2 separate regions of the Sus scrofa genome follow, and region 1 is linked to region 2. A link is a contact called in public HiChIP or PLAC-seq data. All regions are on one chromosome and are shown on one strand. Each heading gives the region's core, a stretch centred on a gene start, on an enhancer-like site or on the middle of the called end of the contact. The rest is flanking DNA. Distances are from core to core; before and after follow the strand shown.

Region 1 (5,478 bases), core at 1,249-3,748, 790 kb before region 2:
GCGTCCGTTCCAGTGTGTTCTGTGTGTTGCCAAATGGTGGTGGGGCAGGAGGAGTGGAGTCGGGGTTGGTTTCTGATTTCTTCTCCGCCTTCCTCAGCCTTTCAGTGCTACTGACCCCAAGGCCATCGGCCATCGAAACTACCACGCAGGTAGGTGGGTGTGGGTGAAGACGTAAAGCTGGGGCTTCGCAGATGCTTCCTCCTCCCTTACACGCCCCAGCTTAGACGCCTCACTTTGATCTTCTCTCACCTACTCTGGCCTGCTTTGCGGAGTTGGGCTGGTGGCTGGCCCCATTAGTCCATGTGGGGCCCTTGCCCCCGTCTCTCCTTGTGTGTCTGACTGGGCCTCAGCGCTCCCTTTTCATGCCTCCAGGATACTCCATGTTTGGGGCTGGCCTCACAGTGGGCCTGTCCAACCTCTTCTGTGGCGTCTGTGTGGGCATCGTGGGCAGTGGAGCTGCCCTGGCGGATGCGCAGAACCCCAGCCTCTTCGTAAAGATTCTCATCGTGGAGATCTTTGGCAGTGCCATTGGCCTCTTCGGGGTCATCGTCGCAATCCTTCAGGTGCTGAGTCCCCCTGGGGAGCCTCTGCCCTCCTCCCCAACCCAACCCCACCCTTCTTCTGAAGGAGCCGCGGTGCTCCCTCCTCCATCTGTGACCACAGCACTCGAAGAGCTGCTCCCCCCTCAGTCCCAGCGTCTGCTTTTCCCCTGTCTGAAGCTTTCCTTTTGTTTCTGTCTCCAACTTGCTGTCGCCGACAGCTTTTTTTCTCTGCTGTGTTGTGTCCGTAAATGAAAGACTTAGCCTCTCTTTTCCTGTTTTGTTGTCTTCCCCGTCTCCCTGCAGTCTAGACCAGGTTGGGATCGGGTCTGGGTCTGGGTCTCTCTGTCTTGGTGTGTGTGGCTCTGCTGTCGGTGCGACAGCGCGTCTGAGCTGTTGTGTGTCTTACTTGTTCAGCGGTGTGTGGATGCAGCTGAGGATCAGACGAAGGGTCTGAGTGTGACTCTGGACGCTGCCTGGTTGACGTTTGGTGACAGGCACTGTCCATGTGCCCGTCTCTCCGTCTGTCTGTCCTGCAGCCGAACTCTGTCGTTGCTTGAGTGTCCCTGTTTCTCTGTGTTTGTGACAGTCACCCGTCTGCAGTACCTGTCCTTTCCTGCCATGGGTTTGCGTTGTCTGACCCTCTGTCACTTGTCATTGTCTAATCTGTTTTTCTGTCCCTGCCTGATTTTCCCGTTCCTCTTTTGCAGACCTCCAGAGTGAAGATGGGCGATTAGATGGCCTGTGTGGGTGGGGCCGTGCCTCACTCTTATTTATTTGTGGTTCTCCTGAGACAGCTGGAGCTGTGCCCCCCAGGCTTTCAGGGGGCTTGGGGTCCAGGGCCCTCCCTGCCCTCACTTCTTGCTGCCTGTCGACTTGGAGGCAATGCCTGGCTGGATCCTCAGTGTGGGGAGTGGGCCGCCCATGACCATGTGCAGCTTCGTACCTGTGTCCCACCTCCACCTCCACCCCGTCTTCCCAGTGTTTGTGAAATAAACGTGGCATTTGTCTGGGTCACTGCTGGTCTGTGGTCCTCCTTCGCCACCTCTCACAGAGGAAGGGTAAACAGGCCTGTAGGCCTCAACTTCAGGCCAGCCTCTTGCTAACTCAGCAACTCAGAGACACTCACTGTCTCTGCTCAGGACAGAGCAGGCTCCTGGGCGGGGAGGGAGGGCTGCTGGGCTGAGGACTCTACCTCTGAACATCTTTTTGAAGGGAAGGAGGGAGTCTGGGGATGTGGGCTCAGGTGATGGGCGGGGGAAGTAGGTGTCTTCCGAGCCCCCTGCCCTCAGGGCTCTTGTCAGCTCAGCCCCAGTTGGCCACATCTGCTTAGCTGGCGCCCCTCAGGCATCCATACTTCTGCCCAGTGGGGCTTGGAACACAGTCATTTGCTTCCACCCAGCCCAGCCACATCCAAGCCGCCAGTGACGAGTTTGACCCCTTGTTCCTAGGGCCCTGTCCAGCCCCGCCGGCTCCTGTCCAACCTTTTCCCCGACCTCCTGTTACCCTGGAAGCCCCTGCCGCACACTCGGTCCACACCACTGAAGTGTCTTGTCCAACTAGCCGCCCTCGCCGCGGGCGGACCTTTCATCGTGCCCTTACCATGAGTTGACAGATCCCCGACCTCCCTGCGCGAGGCGGCTCTGCCTAACTTGCAGCTGCCCTTCTTTGGCCGAGTTCGCGCTCCAACCCGGGCCAGACCCGCCGCCCCATTCCTCCGAATGGGTTTGGCCCATCCGCACCCTCTCCGCTTCGGAGCTCGAATCCAGTCCCTTGGATGAGCCCGATCAGTTCCTCCCGCCCCTCTCCGGTCCCCGGTCCCCGCGGTGCCTTCGCTCCGCCTCGCTCCGCCGCGGGCAGGGGCAGGCGTCGGGGGCGCGCCGCGGGTGCGGGCGCGCTGGAGGCGGGGGACGCGGGGACGCGCGCGCGGGCGCGCCGGCCGGGCCTGCCCCTCCGAGGCGCCGTAGCGCGGGAGGGAGGCGGCGGCGCTGTGGTCCATCGGTCCGCCGGTCCGTTGGTCTGCCCGGCCGCCCGGCCCCGCCCTGCCCCCCGGGGCGGCTCGGCTCCATGGCCCGCGGCGGCGGCGGCGGCGGGAGGCGGCCCCGGGGCCGCGGGGGCCGCTGACCGGGCGGCGGGAGGCGGCGGGGCCGGGCCATGGGGGACGGAGCCGTCCGCAGCCGCCGGATCCCGGAACCCAGCCCAAGCCGGAGCGGCGCCCCCTGCTGAGCCCCGATTGCCGGGTGAGAAGGGGACGCGCGCGGCCCCCAGCCCCGGGCCCCGGGCCCCGGGATTCCAGACCCCGCCCCGCGAGGGGCGCCCGGACCGCGACCCCGAGGTCCCCGCCCAGGACCGAGCGGGAGGCGCTGGCGGCCAGACCCTGGCCTGGCCTCACCCCACCCTACCCCCCATCCCTCGGATCTTCCTCCCCCCCCACCCCGCCCCCAACCACCGGGCTCCTCTGCCCACCCCCAGCCAGCCTCCCTTGTTGTCCTCGCTCACCCCAGCCTCCTGGCATGGGGAGGTGCCCCACTCACGTTGCCCCTTTGCCTCGCCCCCCACACACACATCCTCTCCCCCATCCACGCCCCCCACCCCAGGCTCCACACCCACCGGGTCTTTGCTGCCTCCCGGTCCCAGGGTGCCACGTGTTCTGGCCACTGAGCCTTCCAGCCCCGCCCAGACGCACCTCCAAGCCTAGCGGGCAGCCTGACCCAGAACCCCGGGCCCCCCCCACCCCCCCCGAGGGAGGGGTGGGAGTGTTTGCACGTGGTGTTGAGAGCTGCCTGGGAGCCTGTCTGGATGACTGTAAAAGCCAGGAGCGGCGGCTTTGTTTGTGCCTTACTGTTATTGTCACCCGGGCGTGTCTGTGGCTCTCTATGTAGTTCTCTGTGTGTCTGAGTGCCGGTGACTCTAGCTGGGACCCAGGGTGTCTGTGGTTGTGTGCTGCTGTGGAACCGTGCGTGAGATGCACCCCGCTCCCTGCAGCACTGCCAGAAGTGCCCCCAGAGGTGTTGCTGCTGTGTTGGAACCACAGTTAGAGCCATGGCCCAGGCAAGACCCCCGCTTAACATAGTGCCTCCAGGGTCCACGCGTTCACCCTTATGGGAATCAGAACCAGAAGTGCTAGGCAGGCCCCAGAAAGTTCATCTCAATCCTTGAGGTCTTAGGGAAGGGGTACCCCCGTGCCCCACCTTGTATTTTGACCTCTTGCTCCAGAGGGGAAGGATCCGAAAAGGTCTTGTGCAAATTCGGGCCACCTAGATGCTGAGGGCCCCTCCCGGCTGGGTTCCAGGTGGCCCGGCCTGCTTGCCACCCGGACCTGCCCAACCAAACCCCTGCCCACCGTGGTCCTGGGAGGACTAAACGAACGTACTCTGTGTCGAGTGAAAGTGCTCGAGGTAGGTGCTCAGTCAATGGTCCCCCACCCCCAGTCCGTGAATCCCGGGCTGAGGATGCCGCCCTGCGGGGCTTTCGTTCTCTGGGGCGGAGAGAATACACGTGAGTCTGTATGTAAGTGTGTTTCCGTGTTCAGGTAGGAACCGCGGTGAGCAGAGGTCACATGTCCAGTTCCGGGGAATCCTTGGTGGGAGGGTGTAAAGTCGTGCAACAAGGGCATGTGCCTGAGCGTGAGGGCGGTAAGGCTGTGTGTGCGTGTGTGTGTGTGTGTGTGTGTGTGTGTGTGTGGATGAGGATGAGGAGGAAAGCATGTGTGTGGGTAAGCACTCAGTGGTGTGGAGATGCTTGAGTCGTGAGTTGCCAAGGGCTGTGTCTGTGTGGCTGGTTGCAGGTCGGATGCAACTTGGTGAGTGTGCAAAGGTGTGAGCAGGTAAGTGTGAAGGTGCCCGTCTAAAAGCACGAGCAGTGGGCAGGACGGGGGTGGGTGGCTTTGCGCCCCCGGGCCTGACTGCTGGTCTCTTTCTCTCCTGCCCCTGCGCAGGCCGGCAGCCGGATGCCCGGGCCCACTGGATGGGCCGGCGGCCGCCTGCGTGATGAGCAGGCTGCTGGGGGTGACGCTGGAGCGCGTCTGCAAGGCCGTGCTCCTTCTCTGCCTGCTGCACTTCCTCGTGGCCGTCATCCTCTACTTTGACGTCTACGCCCAGCACTTGGCCTTCTTCAGCCGCTTCAGTGCGCGCGGCCCCGCCCGGGCGCTCCACCCGACGGCCAGCAGCAGCACCAACTATTCTCGGCCCAACGCCACTGCCCCCAGCTCCGGGCTCCCCGAGGCTCCCAGCGGCCGGCCTGGCCCCACGGCTCCTGTTCTGCCGCCCTGCCCTGACTCACCTCCTGGTCTGGGTGAGCCGGCGTGGGAGGGCTTGCCTCTCGGGGTGGGCGGAGGACTGGGGACTCGGGGAGGGTCTGGGTGTGTCCCGGGGTTCGCTTGCCCCCCCCAGGTGGAGGGAGAGGGCGGGTGTCCCCGGGTTTGAGAAAGGCCTGATTCCTGCCTGCAGTGGGCCGACTGCTGATCGAGTTCACCTCGCCCATGCCCCTGGAGCGGGTGCAGAGGGAGAACCCAAGCGTGCTCCTGGGCGGTCGCTACACCCCGCCCGACTGCACGCCAGCCCAGACGGTGGCCGTCATCATCCCCTTTCGACACCGGGAGCACCACCTGCGCTACTGGCTCCACTACCTGCACCCCATCCTCAGACGGCAGCGGCTCCGCTACGGCATCTACGTCATCAACCAGGTGCGTGGCCCGCGGCCGCCAGGGAACCCCTGAGCACCTGCGGGTGCGGGGCCCGAGGTCTTGATGCACCCATGGGCTTGGGCCATTTGTGGGTGCTTGTCCCCCTCTGGTTGTGTGGCCATGTGAGTGTACATGCGGCGTACACGTATGTCAGCGTGTGCCTAGACACGTTTGCGTGTGTGTTCAGAGGAGTGCGTGTGTGAACGCTGGTGTGCCGACGTGTGTGCAGAGCCTCGACGGGAATGAGCGACACTG
Region 2 (5,486 bases), core at 2,013-4,512:
TGCCAGGGCAGGGCTGGGCCATGGACTCTCAAGGCTTTGGATTCCAAGGCCGGTCTCACTCCCTTGTCCTACTCAACCCTTCAGGCTCCGGCAGCGTCAGGTCCAGCCCCCCTCAGTCTGGCAGAGACAGCACCCGAAGACAGTTCACCCCGTGGGACACTGGCCAGCAGTGGAGATGGTGAGCAGCCCGGAGGCTGAGGGCTGGCGGAGGTTGCTGGGGCTGAGATGGGACCCAGGAAGGAGTGGGTGGGGGTCACGATCTAGGGCTTGGGGACTGTTGCCTAATTCCCAGTACCCTGTTCCCTTCAGGGTTTGAGGAAGGTCTCACTGTGGCCACAGTGGTGGAGTCCGCACTCTGTGCCCTGAGAAACTGCCTGGCCTTCATGCCCCCAGGTGAGGCTGGAGTCTGGGACACGTGAACAGTGGTGGGAGTCCTTTGGTTGGGAGGCCAGGAACAAGTCCTCATTGCTTTCCCTTCCATGACAGCCGAACAGAACCCGGCTCCCCTGGCACAGCCGGAGCCCCTGGTATGGGTTAGCAAATGGGTCGACTACTCCAACAAGTTTGGCTTTGGGTATCAGCTGTCCAGCCGCCGTGTGGCTGTGCTTTTCAACAACGGCACGCACATGGCCCTGTCGGCCAACAAGAAGTAAGTGCTGTGATGGGGTGCCTTGTGTCCAGGCCATCGAACTCTGCAGGGCTGTGTCCTGCTGTGTGCTCCTGGGCTCTGGGGCCTGGGGTCTCTCAGGGGAGGGCATGGGTACGGGTCTCCCCCTCACCTCTGTCTCCATCTCCTCCGCTCCAGGACTGTGCACTACAACCCCACCAGCACCAAGCACTTCTCCTTCTCTGTGGGTGCTGTGCCTCGGGCCCTGCAGCCTCAGCTGGGCGTCCTGCGGTATTTCGCCTCCTACATGGAGCAGCGCCTCATGAAGGTTTGTGGACCGGGGTGGGGCGAGTTGAGGACTCACACATCCCGAACCCCTCCTGTTCCCTTTTAGGGGTGGGTGTGTGTGTGGTGGGGGGTTGGGGATTGAAGCTCGAAGCGAAACCTCTAGGGGAGAGAGACATGAATGGGAAGTGGCCTGACCCGTATCAGACAAGTGACCTGCCCCTGCCCCCAGGGAGGAGATCTGCCCAGCGTGGAAGAGGTGGAGGTGCCCGTCCCCCCACTCCTGCTGCAGTGGGTCAAGACGGATCAGGCCCTACTCATGCTGTTTAGTGATGGCACCGTCCAGGTAAGAGCTCCTTCTGGAACTGGGAAGGGCTGGGAGGGCCAGGGTGTCGGGGAGGAAACCGCCCGGGGCCTTGGCTCTGATCAGTACCACCATCCCGGGCGCAGGTGAACTTCTATGGAGACCACACCAAGCTGATCCTCAGTGGCTGGGAGCCCCTCCTCGTGACTTTCGTGGCCCGAAACCGCAGTGCTTGCACTTACCTCGCGTCCCACCTTCGCCAGCTGGGCTGCTCCCCGGACCTCCGGCAGCGGCTCCGCTACGCTCTGTGCCTGCTCCGGGACCGCTGCCCCGTCTAGGTGCCAACTGCAGGGCCGGCCCCCAGGCCCTCAGGCCTGGGGCCCGTGCCTGTCAGACTCTGGCCCTGGCCGTCGTGGCGCTTCCTGTCCCTTGGTGCCTCACTGGGGGCTCCGGGCCGAATCCCCCAGGGAATCAGGGACCAGCTTTACTAGGGTTGGAGGCTGCCTCCTACCCCTTCTCCAAGAAAAGCCTGAGCCTTAGCCCCCAGCCAGGGGGCATTATTTATGGACCACTTTTATTTATTGACAGACATTTATTTATTGGGCTGGGAGCCCCAGGGAGGGCCTCCTCCTAGGATAATAAACCATTTTTGCAGACCTCGAGGCCTCCTCACTCGCAGTAGAGCCCGTGGACCGTGGCCACGGCAAAGAGCGAAGCGTTGGTGACGGTGGCCGAGGCCAGCCCGTCGCACGCGGTGTCCCAGAGCGCGCGGCTGGCCACGTGCACGCCCTGGCCGGCGCGCGGCCCGAGCACCACGCTGCACACCAGCTTGTAGCGCGGGGGGCTGAGCTCGCGCAGGTGCACGCGCGCCAGGTCGCACAGCTCCCGCGCCAGCCGCCCGGCCTCGGCGCCCACGTAGCGTGCGTCCCGCAGGCCCGCTGCCAGCGCTGCTCCAGGGCCCTCTGGGCGCGCGCGGCCTCCCAGCGCTCCCCGGGGGCGGGCTCCGTGCGGTACGAGGGCGCCGGCCGGCGGGCGGGCCCCAGGGGCAGGCCCGAGAAGCTGACCCGCCAGCCCAGCGGCGGCACGGGGCCCAGGGACGGGCGCCGACCCCCGGGCCCTGCACCTGCTCCGGCCAGCGAGTTGCGGCGTGAAAAGGACGAGGCTGGACCTAGCACGGAGCCGCGGCGGGAGGCCGGGCCTGGGCCAGCTGGTCGGGTCTCATCAATGCTGGGCAGGCGGCCCGGAGGCCGCGCCAGGGACAGTTTCTGCCCAGGGTCTTTGGCAAGCTCCTCCTCCTGACGGCCGGCGGGCACAGGCCTGCCAGCCATGGACCTGCGGACTGAAAGACCCCCGTTACGGGCAGGCCCTGCCTGGCCCTCCTTGTACACCGTCCAGTCTCTTAGTAAGAGGTTTTTACTCCCTAATTCCTTCTTACCTGTTTTTTGGGGACAGGTGAATCCAGGAGTCTGGGGCTGTGTGGATTCGAAGTACTGGGAGGGTTAAGGGCTGCTAGAGACAAAATAAGGGGAGAGACGCTGCGCAGACTGTTAATCTGGGGCTGTCCCTGTCCTCTGAGCTCCGCACTCGCTGAGCGTTGGAGGCTCCTTAACTGAGCTCAGAGTCCACTGCCTTTTCTCTCTTGTACTGGGCTTTACCAGCAGGAGAAGTGGGGCCGTAGTGGCCCCCTCTGCCTCCGCCTGGACAGGGAGCCTCCACCCCCTAACAGAAGGAGGCATAGACCTGACTCCTTCAACCCCCACAGACAGGCCCAGCCCTGCGTGTCTCAGATCCCGCCATCCTCCACCCCTACCTCTTCTAAGGCAGCTGGCGCAAAGATCCCCACAACTGGCTGAGGCTGGGGCCAAGTGACCCAGGATGGTCCTTCCACCCTCTGCTCTTGGCTCCTGGCCCTACCTCCAGAGTCAGTGCTGGGACGGCTGCCCTCTTCTCCCGAAACTCCTCAGCCCCTTGAGTCACCACAGTCTTTGGCTTTCACATTCTCTCCCCCCGGCCCCTGCCTGGCCGCCTGACTGGCAGGTGGGAGGGTAAGGGCCCCTTGCCTGTGTTGTGGGGTTGCCATGGGTTGCTGGGCAAGCACGCCTCTCTTCCTGGTTCCTTCTCTCGAGTCCAAGCTCTGACCTAACCTGGGAGCGTTACTGCTCTGAGCACGTGCTGAGTGCGGGGTGCCTGAGTCACCAGCAGAGGGGACAGAGGTTTAGCGCCCAAGGGCATACACATAAGACTGAAGGGGCAGATGTAGAGAGAGGCTCTGGTCAGAAAGGCATCCCCCACGCCAGGGCTTTTGAGCCGCTGACCTTCTCTCCCCTCGCGAAGCCTGGCTCTCCACTGGGGAGCAAGTCGCAGAGGCCTGGGATATGGGACACCTTTTGGGGCTGCGGGGGTGGCTGCCCAGGAATCGGGATCTGGGCCGACAGGAAGGAGCACGTCATGGGCTCGAGCGTTTCCACATCGGCTGCAACAGGGACAAACATTTCCGTTCCCCGCGCAGAGCTGGGTGGGGCTTGGATGACTTCCTCAGTTCAGGGCTTGAGGGGGAGGGGGAGGCACCCATCAGGACCCGGGCCTGATGCAACAGTGGTGACTCCACTTTGCATAAACCCTGCTGACCTAAGTGGCCTGGGGCTTGTCCCCAGCTGCCCACACCTCCTGGGTGCCCTAGTGCCCAGACGGCCCTCCACCCTCACTGCAGTTGCATTTCAGGGATGCCAGAGACCACGATGCCTCTGTCAGAGCTGACACCACCTCACCTGAGCCCCCACTCTGGGAAGGACAGGGCGGCCACCTCCCAGACAAACCAGGTCTGGGCCCTGAAAATGGTCCGAGGGGTCAAGGACTTTCCCGGTTGAGGGGGTTCCCCAGGCCTGGCTAGCCTGACCCTGACCCTGACCCTGACCCTGCCCCTGACCCTGTGGGCCTACAGGGGGCGGGGGGGAGGGACAGAGGGTTCGAACCCTGAACCCTGGACAGTCAGGAGTCAGGGCACTAAGACCCTGGCTCTGCTTAGGGCCCCTCTAGGGCTGAAGTTTTCGGGGCCTGTGGGGGAAGGGGCGGGGCCTCCTCTCCGCCTGGGATCTCGTTTCCGTGGAAACCCACAGGCTTTCCACCCTGGCGCTGCCTGGGCAGGCTCCCAGCTGGGGCCTCATCCACAGCCAGCCTCTCTTCCCCGTTCGGCCTGCTCCACCCCTGCCTCTCTGGGTCCCCTCCCTGAGTCCCTATCCCCAGCCTGAGCCTCCGGCCTTCTCCCCGAGCCTCTGATGCCTTCGGGAACCGGGGCCTCTCGCGCCCCATCCCTAAACTTCAGCTTCTCAGCAAACAGGGCTCCCAAGCTCCCGCCCCTCCCTCTCAGGCCTCTCTAGCTCCTCTGCAGCTCTAGGGCCTGGCCAGGCCTCCTGCTCCTTCCACCTTCCGCCTCCCTACAGACCCACAGACAACAAGCCTCCTGGGCTGCACCCCCTGCTTACTCCTCTACCCCCCTCCCGCCCCCACCCATGGAGCCCCCAGGACTGGTTGTGCACGGGGCGGTGGCGCCCTTTTCCACGGCACTCCGAAGCCTCGTCAACAACCCCCTGTACAGGTGAGGGGGCGGGCCCTGTCTGCGGGTCTTCCCTAGCTGCCTCTGCTGGGCCCCGTGATTCTGAGGAAGCTCTGGGTTCAGAGGAAGTGGGGAGTTGGGGCTTGAGCCTCCTCCCCCGGTGACCTCAGCCTGGGGAAGTAGAGGATGGCTCCTGGTCACTCAGTGTCTGCAATTTTCCTGCGAGCCGGAGGTGGGGGCGGTGGGGGGTGGAGTTCAGGCTCAGCTGGGTGACCTCAGGGAAAGGCTTTCCTTTTTCAGACCTCGGGCTCCTGGCAGAGAAGAGCCCTCTGCCCCCTGGATCCTGAGAACCGGAATGTGACTTGAATGCCTCCCTGGGGAGGGAGGCAGAGGAGCAGATGACCCCGCTCTGGGAACTGGGGACTCACATCGGGAATGAAACTTCAGAAACTGAGCCAGGGAGTCTCTACTGTGGCTCAGTGGAAACGAATCCAACTAGTATCCATGAGGATGAGGGTTCGATCCCTGGCCCGGTTCAGTGGGTTAAGGATCCAGTTGCCATGAGCGGCGGTGTAGGTGGCAGACACGGCTCGGATCTGGTATCTCTGTGGCTGTGCTGTAGGTGGGCAGCTACAGCTCCTATTCAACCTCTAGCCCGGGAACTTCCATTTGCCGCAGGTACAGCGTGAAAAAGAAAGAAAAAAGAAATTGAGCCAGAGTCACAGACAGGAAGTAGT

What was found. HiChIP or PLAC-seq counts read pairs in DNA pulled down with a chosen protein or histone mark.
Region 1: a contact with region 2 is called in an H3K27ac HiChIP or PLAC-seq map of alveolar macrophages. The contact joins the promoter of B4GALT2 here to the promoter of TCTEX1D4 in region 2. A contact is called at or near these places in 1 of 47 Hi-C or Micro-C datasets (embryonic fibroblasts) and 1 of 2 datasets of contacts at active chromatin or transcription factors (alveolar macrophages).

What each region holds. Positions count from the first base shown.
Region 1 is chr6:167,313,023-167,318,500 of Sscrofa11.1, reverse strand. It overlaps B4GALT2 (beta-1,4-galactosyltransferase 2), which reads left to right and starts at 2,498. Exons shown (of 7, transcript XM_021096829.1): 1 at 2,498-2,779; 2 at 4,477-4,832; 3 at 4,988-5,223. The coding sequence starts at 4,529. ATP6V0B (V-type proton ATPase 21 kDa proteolipid subunit) reads left to right here. Exons shown (of 8, transcript XM_021096834.1): 6 at 98-149; 7 at 373-563; 8 at 1,250-1,556. The coding sequence ends at 1,276.
Region 2 is chr6:166,525,126-166,530,611 of Sscrofa11.1, reverse strand. It overlaps TCTEX1D4 (Tctex1 domain containing 4), which reads right to left and starts at 3,262. Exons shown (of 4, transcript NM_001032356.1): 1 at 3,111-3,262; 2 at 2,632-2,705; 3 at 2,149-2,535; 4 at 1,757-2,146. The coding sequence starts at 2,524. The coding sequence ends at 1,866. BTBD19 (BTB/POZ domain-containing protein 19) reads left to right here and starts at 3,887. Exons shown (of 8, transcript XM_021096773.1): 1 at 3,887-4,791; 2 at 5,050-5,486. PLK3 (serine/threonine-protein kinase PLK3) reads left to right here. Exons shown (of 15, transcript XM_003128058.4): 10 at 85-178; 11 at 310-393; 12 at 487-649; 13 at 806-935; 14 at 1,125-1,238; 15 at 1,343-1,852. The coding sequence ends at 1,534.